3 separate regions of the Rattus norvegicus genome follow, and all the other regions are linked to region 3. The links are chromatin contacts, called in public Hi-C maps. All regions are on one chromosome and are shown on one strand. The core of a region is the stretch at or near the end of the contact, and the rest is flanking DNA. Distances in the headings are between cores, read along the strand shown. Region 1 has its middle 34 kb from the start of Cdk18. Region 2 holds the start of Cdk18 (cyclin-dependent kinase 18). Region 3 holds the start of Nuak2 (NUAK family kinase 2).

Evidence for each region. A called contact is a pair of places that touch in the nucleus more often than the background predicts.
Region 1: a Hi-C map of kidney shows a contact between it and region 3, with 4 times the contacts expected there. The contact joins the enhancer-like site here to the promoter of Nuak2 in region 3. A contact is called at or near these places in 6 of 12 Hi-C or Micro-C datasets (the Rat2 cell line, Schwann cells, frontal cortex and 3 more).
Region 2: a contact with region 3 is called in a Hi-C map of kidney, with 4 times the contacts expected there. The contact joins the promoter of Cdk18 here to the promoter of Nuak2 in region 3. A contact is called at or near these places in 3 of 12 Hi-C or Micro-C datasets (Schwann cells, frontal cortex and kidney).

Annotation. Positions count from the first base shown.
Region 1 is chr13:46,149,032-46,153,693 of GRCr8, reverse strand. No RefSeq gene overlaps it. Among named protein-coding and RNA genes, the nearest start is that of Cdk18, 34 kb to the right of the region's middle. Within about 2 kb of position 1,568, at least 7 of the 93 cell types and tissues checked have an H3K27ac peak or open chromatin away from gene starts, as enhancers often do. A contact at or near this core is called in kidney, where this site is marked.
Region 2 is chr13:46,114,193-46,118,668 of GRCr8, reverse strand. Cdk18 (cyclin-dependent kinase 18) reads left to right here and starts at 1,393. Exons shown (of 15, transcript NM_001100506.1): 1 at 1,393-1,525; 2 at 1,722-1,801; 3 at 2,858-2,983; 4 at 4,207-4,263. The coding sequence starts at 1,402.
Region 3 is chr13:46,304,594-46,309,637 of GRCr8, reverse strand. Nuak2 (NUAK family kinase 2) reads right to left here and starts at 3,632. Exons shown (of 7, transcript NM_001007617.1): 1 at 3,318-3,632. The coding sequence starts at 3,560. It overlaps LOC120096185 (a long non-coding RNA gene), which reads left to right. Exons shown (of 4, transcript XR_005492311.2): 3 at 623-660; 4 at 2,795-2,994.

The DNA.
Region 1 (4,662 bases), core at 319-2,818, 150 kb after region 3:
CACCCTTGGTTCAATGAGATGTTTCCGGAATACTCTGAGCTAAAGCACTATTCTACTTTCTTACCTGTCAGGCCATGCCAGGCTCCTACCTGTGGGGAAGCCCTCTCTCCTCCCCCGAAGTGGTCTGTTCTCCGCAGTCGGTCACGTACACCACAATGCCAAGCTGTTTAGAAGAGCCTACTCCTCGTAGCAACTTGTGTGCAATGCTGAGGTCAGGGTGCCCGCTGCCTCTGGAACTGCAGCTACTTGCCCGCCTCCCCCTCGCTGATCTCCCTCACCCAGCATTTCATCCTCGGGATCCCTACAGCCCTGCCAACAAGGATGGGCTGGTGGGAGGGAGGCAGGCCATTCTCTGAAGAAGAGAACGGAGTTCGATTGATGCCGAACTGTCCTGGTGTTGGGATGTGAATGAAGAGCTCTGTGCCCTATATGATTCATCTTCCTGTCTGTCCTGCTTCCCCTGACCACTTCAGCCCCATGGCTTCTCTCTCTGTCTGATCTTTGACTGGTGTGTGTGTGTGTGTGTATGTGTGTGTGTGTGTGTGTGTGTGTATGAGAGAGAGAGAGAGAGAGCATGGACGTGCACATGTGTTTTTTAAAGTGTTTGTGACTGTGCACATTTGCTAGTGTGTGTGTGTCTGTCCATGCGTGTGAGTCTGTAGGTATGTATGTGAGTAAGTGCATACATGTGCATGTGTGCAAAAGTGCATATGGGGCTGGAGAGATGGTTCAGTGGTTAAGAGCACTGACTCCTCTTCCAGAGGTCCTGAGTCCAATTCCCAGCAACCACATGGTGGTTCACAACCATCTGCAATGGGGATCCAATGTCCGCTTCTGGTGTATTTGAAAGACAGTTATAGTATACTCACATACATGGAATAAATAAATCTTTTTTTTTAAGTGCATATGAGTGAGTGTGTGTGTGAATGGGAGTAAATGTTTGTGACTTTGAATATACATGTTTGTGAGTGTCTGTGTGTAAATATGAGAATACATGAGTGTGTCTGTGAGTGTGTGTGTGTGTCTCCCTTTGTGTTCTCAATTCCTGAAGAGCCATCCCAGTTCCAGGATAGCCCAAGTCTGCAGAAATGAGTTCCCATCTGAAGCACCTGTGGGTGGGAATAGAAGGGAAAGTTGGGAAGTTTTGCCAGATTTCCTCCCATCGTGGGAGCAGGAGCGCAGCCAGGAGCTATAGAAGGAAGATGGAGTCAATCTCTCTGGAAAGTGTAGTCCGTATGCCCAGCTGTCTGTGTGGTCACTATCCCAGCTCTGATCCCCCACACCCTGCTCTCCAGCTCAAGGCTTTGGGAAAGTCATCAACCTCTCCAAACCTCTTCTGCCAAATCACAGGGACATCGGAGGATCTTGCAAAGGGCTGAGAACAAAAGGATTTTGCAAACTGCAAACAGACCTGTGCAGGGACCATTTACCTTGATGTTTCCTGTCAGTCTGTTCTGCAAGACAGAAACAGAGAAAGGGCAAAAGAAGGAAACCTGCCTCGCCCCAGTGGGAAGCTCTGCATTAGCCTGGTCCTTGGCAGGCTGTGAGCTGATCAAAGGGCACCGGTTGTAAACAGCAGGGAAGGGCATCTCTCCCCAGGTCAGGAACCCTGCAGACCTTGGAGCAGCCAGCAGGGCCTTCCTGCCCTCTAGTGGACGAGCCTGGAAGTACATTTGCCTCACAGCCCGGTTAGCTGCTGTTATCTTTCAGAAGTGTCAACAAACCTTCAAGGTCTGCATTATCTTTCCCGCTGTGCTGATAGAAATCTTAAGAATTAGAGGTATATAATTGCCTTCATAGTGGTGGAGCAGGCTGTAGGAAACAGGACCGGGAAGATACAGGTTCTTTACAATGTTTCCATTGTGGCAGAATCTGGAAAGGCTCTTGGAGAGTCGAGCCCAGCCCATCCACTGCTCCTGTGCCTCCACCTCCAACAGAAGCCCAAGATCCCCCTTCTTTCCCATGGCTCTTCTCCAGGGCCCACCACCCCTTTATTCTTTAAGCTTTGCAGTCAAGGGACAAATAATAAGTGCTTTAAGTCTGTGAGCCCTATGTTGGAACTACCCACCTCTGCCCACCGGTATAGCAGAAATTAGTCAAGGACAAAGCCTACTGGCATGGCTGTATGCCAATAAAACTTTATTAACAAACACTGAAATTGGAGCGTCACACTATTTTCGTTCATTAACAAAATTATTTCTTGTATCTTTTTTCAAGCACTTAAAAATGTAAAACCTTGTCCAGAGCCGTGGGTTCGATCCACGGAACCCAAAGAAAAAGAGCAGGTGAACAAAAACCGGAAGCTGGCTGTAACCCCCAACCTTTGCTCTAGATGTGGGAGCCTCCACTGTCTTCATTCGTGTTCAGCTCCCATCTGGCTCCTTCTTGTTCCCTTTCCGTTGTTCAATTTCTTGTTGCTCTTACCAGAATCCATGGTCCTGACCACCACCCTGTCTTCTCTTCGTGGGACCTATTCCTTTCTAGTTTCCACGCTTGTGGACCTAGGCATGCACCCTTTCAGGCCCCGCCTCAGCCATAGCACCTGTCCCCAGCCACTCCAAAAAGCTTGGGCTCTCACTTCCATCTCTGTTTGGTTCAGGGGTCCCTGGAGTGACCCAGAATGCCAGAGAAAGCAACAGTTTCTCTGGTTTGGATCTAAACCCTGCTTCGCCACCAGCCTGAGCAGGATCTGTGTCATTTCCCTCTGAGGAACTCCTGGTACGATGAATACGCAGTCCCCTGGCCTACTCTACACTCGGGAGCATGCTGCTTGGTGGCGGTGAGGAGTTATGGGGTGCTGAAGGGGTAGAGCCTTTTGCACTGGGATATACCAACCTGGATCTCAGAAGAGAAGGAGGCTTGGGAGTCAAATAGTCCAAGAGACACCAGAAATGGTCTCATAGCTAAGGAGAAAGAATGACGTCACGTAGAGAAAACTCTAAAATGCCCCAAGACTGATCTTACCCTCTACGGCCAGCAGGTGGCAGCAGAGGCCATCGAGGAGGGTTCTCCTGAACTGAGAAGGGATGCTGTTGTTCTAAACTTTAGGTTTACATCCTATTTGGGCAACACAAGGCAGGAAAGGGGACACTAAATCAGAGAGAAGTGGTTGTTCTGGTGCTTTTCAACTAAAAAGCTACTGGATAGGCTCAACTGGTATATGGACGAGGACACTGCGGTAGGACTCAAAGCCGCAATCCTTGGAGCAGAGCTGGGGAGAGTGGGCTCTCCACGCCCAGGTTGTCTGGGTCCAAATCCCAGATGGATGACCTGCTAGCTACTGTGTCCTTGTTTCAGTCTTTCCTTAGAGATAAAGAGCCGGGGATAGAGCATGTGGGTGGCCCCAGTGCTTGGGAGATTGAACAGGAGGATTTTGAGTTTATAGGCCAGCTTGAGACTTTCTAATTAATTCATTAATTATGAAATGTACGAATATGTATGGTATATGAACAATTGAGTACATATATACGGACAATGCTGATTGTTGGCATTTAGTCTAGGCTCCGCCCCACAGTTACCTGGCAACAGCCAGGTGTGCCTGACTCATTATAAAAGGAGTTGCTTTCCCCCTTCTCTCTCTGTTGCTCCTCCTACTCCTTACCCTCTCTCTCCCCATTCCCTCCCCGCGCTCTCTCTCCACGTGCTCATGGCCGGTCAGGATCTCTCTCTCTCTCTCTCTCTCTCTCTCTCTCTCTCTCTCTCTCTCTCTCTCTCTCTCTCTCTTTCTCAACTCCCCTCCCTATGCCCTGAATGACCTCTTTTCTATCATTGTGTGGCTGGTCCCTCAGGGGAAAGGGATGCCTCAGCATGGACCCGCAGAGAGAGGCACCCCTTCCCCCACTACCGAACCTCCACCAAACATCCCTGGTTTCTCTTTCTTTTTATAAAGCACAACACTGATGGCATTAGCTCGTGGGATTGAGAAATGGCTAAACATGAAAGTATCTGGCAGGTGGAGAGTGCTTAGAAACATTTAATTACAATATTATTTACTTTTTTTACTTTTACTTCTATTTTCAGAAAGTCTCAGCTGCCCAAGCTGACCCTGGAACTCATTTCTATAGCTAGGCAGGCCTTGAACTTGTGGCTTTCCTGCCTTGCACCACCAGGTCCGGGATAAGATGATTATTTTTAAGAGTCATTCTAAATGGGAGCTCTCAGATCCCACCTTCCCAGGAAGATGGCCCAGGATCCAAGTCTGGCATTCACCTAAACCTCTGGTGTTGTTCCAGTCCAGGAGCCTCGGGCTTTGGATGGTGAGATGGGATAAGCTCGGTGGTACCTGGCTAGGGTCAGTTCCCTCTCCACCAGTCTCCCTCCCAGCCTCACCCTGTTTGGGACCCTTAGCGATGTTCTTTGCCCAGACTCCTTCCTAATTCTGACTTGGAGCTAGAAGCTGCCCCCAGGTCTCCTGACCCACGTGTTGCTTTCCAATAGCGTCAGCTATTCAGACATGCAGAAAGACACGGAGCTCGCGCTGGCTGGAGGAGAGGCTCGATTTAGATCGGAGAGTGGTGACTTTCCGCTCAAGAATTTCCTATCTTAGAGTCCTGAGATTCTCCCAGAGGCAACTTGTTCATATGTCTCCTCCCTCAGCCCTCACAGTGGGTGGCACTGTGAAAAGTGAAAGCTGGCACTCCAGGGTCCCCCTAGAGCTAGAAA
Region 2 (4,476 bases), core at 144-2,643, 190 kb after region 3:
GTTAAGCAAAGCAAACATGTTACTGACCCATAATCCTTTAAACCAGGAGGATTCTGGAGGGGCCTGGTTGCCTTGGCAACTAGGTGCTAGCCAGCCACAGGCCTGAGCATCCTCCAGAAGTGGGTTAGAAGTAGGCCCAGGGAGGAGTGCAGATGGCCCCTCCCAAAACAGGGATGTCTGTTGCCTTCCTGATGCCTTCCTGGCCAGGATGGAGAGGTCAAGAGTTATATAGCCTCTGGTTCCTGCAGCCCCACTGTAAGTAAAGGCATTGGGGGCCCCAGGATGGAGATATGGCTGTAAAAGATAGCCTATAGCTGGTAGAAGGTAGGCCTATAGGAAAAGCATGATGGCCCATGCCTTTAATCCCAGCATTCAGGAGGCTGAGGGAAGTGGATCTCTGTGAGTTCTAAGCCTGCCTGGTCTATATGAGTTCCAAGCCAGGCAGAGATTCACAGTGAGACTATCTCAGAGTAGAGATAGAGGAAGGGGAGAGGGAGGGAGAAAGAGAGAGAGGGGGGTAGGGGGCTAGAGAGGTGGCTCAGTGGTTAAGGACACTGACTGCTCTTCCAGAGGTCCTGAGTTCAATTCCTAACACCACATGGTGGCTCCCAACCATCTGTAATGGGGTCTGATGCCCTCTTTTGGTGTGTGTGAGGGCAGCAACAGCGTATTCCTATTCATAAATAAATCTGAGAGAGAGACAGAGAGAGAATAGAATGAAGTGCCCACCTGTAGAAAGCAGAGTTCAGAGGGCCAGCTCCTGCCCCAGTGTCCTCAGGCGAGAGAACCCAGGCTTGCTCAGAGGACTGAGGTGATGGACGGTCCAGCAACATAGGCGTCCCCTTTCCCCATCTGGCTGAGTTTCCCACTCTGTCCCTGACTTGCACACCGCATCTGCATCTGCAGCACAGGTGGAACTGGGCCATGCATTTACTCTCCTTCGATCTCCTTCCTAAGGACCCAGGATGAGCCAGAGAGGGGACATTCTGGTATCAGTGAAAGAGACCACGGAGTCTGAAACCTGCTGACAGGTGGCCGGCAGCTGCCAGTCCGTTAGGCTCCTTCAGAAAGAGCAGATGGCCCGAGGGCCGTGCAGTTCTGACATCCTGCCCTAGAGATCTCTAGACCCCCTGGAGGCTGAATGTCTGGAGTGGCCTCTTGCAAACCTGTAGCTATAGCTATTGATGCCGTGATGCCAGGGGAGGGAATATTCATGGTCAGAAGATAGCTGAGGGTCACTGGAGAAGGGAACAGGGTTAGATCCTGCAATCATGGAGCTGTGGCTCTGGTCACGGGAACCTAAGCATGCCACGTGCAGAACCTGGCTCCCACGAGTCCCCTGTCCACATTGCCTTGTTCTCTCCTCTCTGTCCCAGGACCCACCTTGGACCCCTGCTGATCATGAACAAGATGAAGAACTTCAAACGAAGGCTTTCCCTGTCAGTGCCCCGCCCAGAGACCATTGAGGAGTCATTGACCGAGTTCACCGAGCAGTTCAACCAGCTCCACACTCAGAGGAATGAGGGTGAGGGTCAGGCCACCTAGCTCTTTCCCACCCAGACTCCCTGTGACTGCTGCTGACTAGCTGACATTAAGGAGAAGGGGTGGTGTGCTCTGGGCTGGCGACAGACTGTGGAGTGGGAGGTGGGGACTGACACTTGTCCCACTCAGACATGCCACTCAGTCCCGTGAGCTGTAACCAAGCGTGTTCTCGCCCACAGACGGCAGGGACGAACCTGGGCAGCTGTCTCCGGGCGTGCAGTATCAGCAACGGCAGAACCAGCGCCGATTCTCCATGGAGGTGAGGGTGCCCCTTCCAGGCTGCACGGGTCAGGCATACATCACAGCGGTATATATACATGGCAGGGTGGGTGCAGCTTATTGTGGATAAGTGTGGATTATTTGGCGAGGATATATGCCAAGTGCTAGAGCATTCTTGGTTAGACAATAGACTTTTTATTTTTTATTCTTCGGATATCTTTTATTTACATTTCAAATGTTATCCCCTTTCCTGGTTTCCCATCCATAAACCCCCTGTCCCCTCCCCCTCCCCCTTCTTCTATGAGGGTATTCCCCCTCCCCTACACTGGGGGTCCGGCCTTAACAGGACCAAGGGCTTCTCCTTCCATTGGTGCCCAACAAGGCCACCCTCTGCTACATGCAGCTGGAGCCATGGGTCTGTCCATGTGTACTCTTTTTTTTTTTTTTTGGTTCTTTTTTTCGGAGCTGGGGACCGAACCCAGGGCCTTGCGCTTCCTAGGTAAGCGCTCTACCACTGAGCTAAATCCCCAGCCCTCCATGTGTACTCTTTGGATGGTGGTTTAGTCCCTGGGAGCTCTGGTTGGTTGGTATTGTTCTAATGGGGTAGCAAACCCCATGGTTTTTTTTTTAATTTATTTTATTCTATGTATATGAGTTACACTGTCACATACACCAGAAGAGGTCATCAGACCCCATTACAGGTGGTTGTGAGCCACCATGTGGTTGCTGGGAGTTGAACTCAGGACCTCTGGAAGAGCAGTCAGTGCTCTTAACCACTGAGCCATCTCTCCGGCCCAAACCCCATGTTTTTATAATCCACATACCCATGCCAAGTATAGGAAAAAATGTGCTTATGAAATTACATTATCTGTGACAGGGTGAGATATATGTTCTACTGTGGCCCAGAGAGGAGAAGGAACCGTCTAAAGGTCACACAGCAATCCTTGCAGGGCCACAAATGTTCACCCTTCAGGTGGTTGTGAGCCTGAGGTCATAGCCTGTGGCTTGGCCTTCCCTATAGGGACAGATGATCCAGAATGAGAGGCAAGGGCCTCCTGGGGCCAACATGATGTTCCTATCCCATCTGCCACCTCAGGACCTCAACAAGAGGCTCTCTCTGCCCATGGATATCCGCCTGCCCCAGGAATTCCTGCAGAAGCTACAGCTGGAGAACCCAGGGCTGCCCAAACCACTCACCCGAATGTCCCGCCGTGCCTCCCTGGTGAGTCCAAGAGTGTGAGACACCAGTGTGGGAAGACACTCCTGGCCTTCTTCACCCCAGCTGAAGCCTGTAGTGGTTTCCAGAAAGCTTCCTATGCCTCTGGCGCCACCTGCTGGCCCCTGAGGATTTTGATAAGTAGTCTCTCTAAGTCAAGGACACACCTGGGCATGGAGCCTACAGTCCCTGAGTCCCCTGGGAGCCCCAGAATTTCCCCCACTTAAGACCAATAAACCACTTAACTGGGCTACATAGTTCCAGGTCAGCCTAGGGCACACTGTAAGGTTCTATCGGAAACAAACAAAACAAACAAAACCAAAGCAGGAGTATCTGAATAGGGTTCAAGTTGTGTTTTGCTATGCAGAGATGTGGTTTGAGCATGTGAGCATCTCCGGAGAAGCCACTGTGTACATCCACAAGTTCACTAAAGGGAACAAAGTCCAAAGAGCAACTGGACTCACTTTGATGGAGCGAGATAGGCAGTCAGTACTGTGTGTCCAGCCCCACGGAGAACATTGATTAAGGAAACATTTTCCTGGCCAATGAGAAAAAAAGCCCACACCTCCCCAAAGCGGGGAAAACCCTCAACTATGGTCATCTATTCCTGCTAGAAGGCCACACAATGTGTTATATAGCACACATATGTTATGTAATGCTTAATAAAAAATGAAAGACCTCCCAAATAAAATGAAACAACAAGCAAAAAGCCAACCACATAGAAACAAACAAAAGACCCATCGGCCCGCCCACCACAGGTTTTCAGTCCCAGCTGCCTGTTAGGAGCTTCTAGGAAGCCTCTCTGGTGAGTGGGTTTCACATCTTTTTGTGACTCATCCTGACCAGAGCTGGATGAACTGATGGCTGGGGAACTGGGCTCTGAGGTGGACTCCCACATAGTAGAGAATGACGGGCCCTCTCCCGAGGAGCTGGTAACCTGAGCTGGCAGGCAGCGAGGTGGCAATGGGCAGGCCCGGCATCTCAGTGTACCTATCTCTGACTCACGGAAGAAGGAGTCCCTATTTCCAGAGGGCCTCCAGCTTTCACAGGGATGAAGGGAGGAGAGAAAGAAGGTTTTGAAGCTGTCCTTCTTTGAACTATTAGCCTTGGTTCTTCTCTATAGGATGGGGGCATCTCTCTTCCTTCTCTCCTGGGAACTGGGAGGGAACATTGACTAGGAAGGTCTGCTGGGGCTTTGAATCTCACAGTCTCCCGGGTCTGCTTCCCAGTCAGATATCGGCTTCGGGAAACTGGAAACATACGTGAAACTGGACAAACTGGGGGAGGTAAGAGACCGACGTTGCCCTCTCTGGGCAGCAGGTAGGATGGTTTTGACTCTGTTCTGCCCCTCGTGGCTCCTGACCCATGGAGTCACATTATCCTGGGGAAGCAGCCTGGCCTAGCCTCCATGGATGTTGTTATATGCCCTATGCCCTGCTCTTGAGGACAGAGGTCTCTGCACAGAATCTAGTCTTTCTTCCCCCCTTCAAGTAGCTATG
Region 3 (5,044 bases), core at 2,383-4,882:
CTGGATGATGACCCACTTAGATAGTGCCAGAGAGGTTAGGTGTAGGCAGTCCTGGCTGAGCAGCGGGATGTACCACCTACCAAGAGCTAGACAGGAATCGGGAAGAAGCTGCTCGGGTAACCTGAGCCATCTCCCCTGGTCCCATATAATACCACCTCTTCCCTGCCTCCTCCTAGCCCACTCTGCCAGGTTCCTGAGCAAGGAGCTTCTCTGCCCAGCCCTTTTGTGTGGTTTGGCTGGAGCCCAAGGACAAGAGTCGCCTGCAGCCTCCCTCCCTGCTGCTAAGCAGGCAGGTGCAGGAGGAGCTGGGAGGGTGCATCTTGCCCAACAAGCCTCTGGCAGCTGGCCAACAGGAGCCGTCCTCTGAAGTTGGCTGAATAAGAGATGAGGGCTTGGAACAAAGCAGAGACCATAGTGATTCAACTCAAGAGGAGGACCGAGCCCAATCTGTGCTCCTTACTGAGGCAGGAGAGGTCCAGGATGAGAGAGAGAGAGTTCCCTAGGTCAAAGCCGCCCTGGCTGGGATAATATGTCCCATGTGTCTGAGACACTGCTAGGATTTTACAGATATTACTTTATTCAATCCTAGGGAAACCTACAACATTATAATCTGACTTTACAGGTATGGACACCGAGGAACACAGAGAGGTAACGCATCTGGTAAGCAGTGGGAAGAACAACTTGACGCTTTGCAGAAATATGGTATGGTTCCTTCACTGAGGATCCTTCAGCAGGGTATTGAGAAGGGGGCTCCCAGTGATGTCTCCCCGTCTAACCATTGCCTGGAGGTTAGACTGGAGTGCTGGGAGGGCAGTTGGAACTAGCCGATGGATGACAAAGCACTCAGAGGCAAGCCCAGGCTCATCTCAAAGCTAACTCGTAGACCAAGACTCAGCACTTGGTCATCCAAGGCGTATGGTAGGCAAGTCTGGAGGGTTTGCTGCAGGTCTGCCACTGCCCAGCCAGAAGACACGTCACTTCCCTCTCTCTGGGCTTCAGTTCCCTCATCTGCCAACGAAGGAAGCAACTTGTCTCCACGGTTTTCCAATGTGTGGAAGCCCACTAAGCAATTGAAAAATGTAAAAGGAGCAGAAGCAATGTGACCCCTCAGAACTACTCACATGGGTTGCCTTCCTGCCCGTCATGGCTCCCCTTAGGGGTGATTGAGACAGCCATGCAGATCAGACCAAAGGCTTTGGTGAGACCTCAGCATGTGTTTTTGTCTTTAGGGAGAGGGGTTGGTCAGGGGAGCCAGGGAGACTCACAGGAGGAAATGTCATTTGGATACCAGGAATGTGTCTGAGATCCAGAGCAAATATTTGTTTTTCCTCTGATGCCCTCCTGGAGCAGCCATTAGTCCCACCTACCTGTCCCTCCCTGCAGATAATCTCACAGGACCCTGCTTAACCATCTCTCCAAGAAGAGAGTGGGAAGCAAGCTACAAATGGGGTGAGAAATTCCAGATGGCAGGAGGCTTTCCTGGGAACTGAGTTCCCACCAACAGTTCTAATAAGACCTAAGCAGCCAGGCCATGTCCCTCTCCCCCACTGAACTATGGGAAGCAGCGGCTCTTTAGGGAGAGCAGTTAAGACGTAGGGGTGGGTAGGTGGGTAGGTGGGTGGGTGGGTGGGTGGGTGGGTGAGGATGAGGGCACTGCTCCAGGATTGGGAAATCATTAGCACAGCAGAGAGCTGCTTTCCAAGAAAGAGAGGGGACCCTGAGCAAACTCTAGGCAGCAATCCTGGGTGGTCTGGTTGGGGAGTTTCAGGGCAGACTCTCCACGTTTGCTGATCTTGGCTCCTTGCATGCAGCAAGACACATGGGGATTCCTTCTGAGTCTCTCTGTTTTGATGTAAGAGTCATTGATTTACTTCACTTCAAAATCAAATGTGATCTCTCTCTCTGTCTCTCTCTCTCTCTCTCTCTCTCTCTGTGTGTGTGTGTGTATGTGTGTGTGTGTGTGTGTGTGTGTGTGTGTGTGTGTGTAAGGCAGTGACCTCAGTCAGGAGCCGATGGGAACTCTGAACTTTGATCTCAGTTTCTCAGACACTCTAGTTCTCTCAACCCGCTCTTCCCACAACAAGAGACATGGGACACAAGCCACAAGCAACTATTTTCTAGCTAAGCCCCCAGACAAAGCCTGGGCCCTGAAGTCTCAAGCCTGGAGCCTCTGGGATCCTGGCACTTTATAGAAAGAGAAAGAAAAGAAAGCCCGGAAGTACACGATTGCCCAATAACTGTAACCTGGCAGCGGGCAACTGGGGACCGTGCCAGGCCTTAGCAGGAAAAACATACTTGTTCCTATTGATGGGGTTATAATCCACTCCTTTCTCCAACATCCACTCTCCTTCACCAATGAAATGACTTCTTGAATTTCAAACCAGCTACTGGCTGCAAAAGCAAACAATTAGGGGAGGGGACCATTCCCATAGTCGAGAGGGCAAATGATGGCGGCACGCACCCCCACCACCACAACCAGCATCCACTGGATCCACCAACTGTTACCCCTAAACCACCTACCTGCTCTGATTATGGATCTTTTAAAAATACTTGGTGGGAAATGAGAGACTGAGCATTTTAAACTGAGCTGGGTACCTAGTTAATACCCAGACCTGCTGAACTGGTGCGGAGGAAACATTGTGTAACTTTTGGTAAATCTGCTATCCTTTCAAGGGGACACCTCCAGATAGAAGTATTCATTCTCAGCACAGGACCTATGATTAGGGCTCACGTGCATTTCTATCTTACTCTTCCAAGCTTGTGAGACAGGCTGTGTTCTCCCTATTTTTTGCAGAAGGGGAAACAGAAAACAGACATGGAGGAACTCGCTCTGAGTTATGGATTACTATGACGATTACACACGCGTGAATCAAAAGGGCAAGTTCCCCAAAGGCCTCAAACCCAAAGACATGGCTGGAGTGCTGGGAGGTACAGTGAACCTGGCACTCGGGCCTGGTTTTACACTTCCCAGAATAAAAGCCCATCACAACGAAACTTTGCTTCATCTCGTCTGGAAAGGCCCCGAAGTGTCAAGTCAGAGTTAAAGATCTCCACACTATCTACAGAGAGCTGGTGCTTTCTACTTCCTCCTTCCATTCTACTCTGTTGACGTTTGTTCCCGTCAAAATTCAAGTTAAGCCCCGTCTTCCCAAACCACAGGCATCTATTTGCAGCTAAGATTCTTGAGTCCGTGAGCACTGTCCCTGAAAAGCACCGACAGACACATCTAAAATGCGCGCGCCGGGCAACTCTGCCGAGGACACCACAAGGGACGCGCTATGAGCTCCGGCGAGCCGGGAGCCGCGAGGGACACTCACCAGGCGTCCCGAGCTCTCTCGTGCTTTCTTCACCTTCCCGTAGGTGCCCTTGCCCAGGGTCTCCAGGAACTCGTAGCGGTGCCTCAGGTTGTGTTTGTGATGGTGCCGCTTCACCGCCTGCTTCTTCATCAGAGGTTTGGGCGACTTGATGAGCCGGTCCGCCAGCGGCCGGGCGCTCTCCGTGGCCAGGGCGGAGGCCGAGGGAGCCAGGTTCCCGCGCCGGTGTAAGGCCACCGACTCCATGGTGCGGGGACGGCGAGGCGGAGGGGGTCGGGCAGCAGCAGCAGCGCGCGGAGAGCCGCAGGCTCAGAGGTCACAGCCGCACCCGAGCACGCTAGAAAGCCCCGCGTTCCGAATTGCTATAAAACGTTTGGAGGGGGAAGGTCCTGGCCACGCCCCTGCGTCCCATTAGCCAGCTTGCCGGCGACTCGTGACCAAAGCCTCTCCCATTGGTTCAACGGCTCCTGCCCCGCTCCTCCCCTTGGCTAGGCGCAGAAAGGTGTGAATGGGGCCCCGCCCACCTGGACCGGAGAACCAGGAATGCGGGAAAGGAGGCACAGTCAATTACTACCGAAGTGCCAGTCCTTAAATTTGAAAGCTCTCTGAATTGCTTTAGTCTCTGAATGACGCCAGCCTTGTGCTATTGTGCTGTGTTCTCAGTTGGCAAGGGACAATCTAAGAGCACTAGAAAGCCCCAAAGTGTTTCTCCACACGCAGTAAATAAATTGTTTCTCCCAAGCTCAAAATCTGAAAAGCCATTTGATAACTTCTTGAGGTCCGTAAAGAAGAGGGTGAATAAGGAGATGGAATGGGTTGGAGGTTGACTGGTTAGAAAGCGGTCCTGCCTGCAAGTTCACTCTGGCTTCCACCAACCTTAATTCGATTCCATAATCCAACAGGCCTGGGAAATCCTTACTTTATAGGGTTGAGTGGATTTCCTCAAGATGTGGTGGCCTTTGTGGATTTTCACAAACTGTGGGAAAAGCAGATCACATTCCAAGGACTTACATCCTTTTGTCCCTAAATCTGTAAGGAGCTTCTTGGTTCCAGGGTTTCTTCCCAGTGATTTTTTTAATCAAGAGTGAGAGGTTGGGCATGAGACTTGGCTGCAGTTGACAGGCCTGGAAGGGTATGTCCAGAACCCCTTTTTCTGATGTAGAAAGTGAGTTTACTTCTGCCAAAGGCCACACAGCTGACAAGAAAGCCACAGAGCTGGATTTCAGACACTGGCCTATAGAGATAGAATATAGGACAAGAGGGCTTCCCCAATTCCAGCTATTCTGGGCATCCCTCCCCACTCTGCAGGACCTCACCTCTAGCTGTATCTAATTTAGGACTTGGCAAAAAAATCAAAGAGGACTACTACATCCTCAACTATCAAATTAAAAAAAAAAAACAAACTAGTATCTGCCCATTTTCCTACTTCTGTTCACCTTTTGAATCTTTCCAGTGGGGAAAGAAAACGGTAGCCAGAGACGATCCACTGAGTGTGGATGACCCACGAAAGCTGTATAGCTAGTTTATCATCCTATCTTCTGCCAGCCCGCCTTTCCACTCTGAGTAGTCTGTGAAAACAGAAAAGGCTCAACCAATCTACTACCTGTGCTCCCCATCTGTCAGGTCCTGGGGGGGGGGGGCTGTCCAGGAGATTAGGACAAGGAAAAGCAAGTGTCAGAGGAGCAGACTCCAGACTGGGAGACCTGGCTGGGTTCTAGTCCTGACTGACG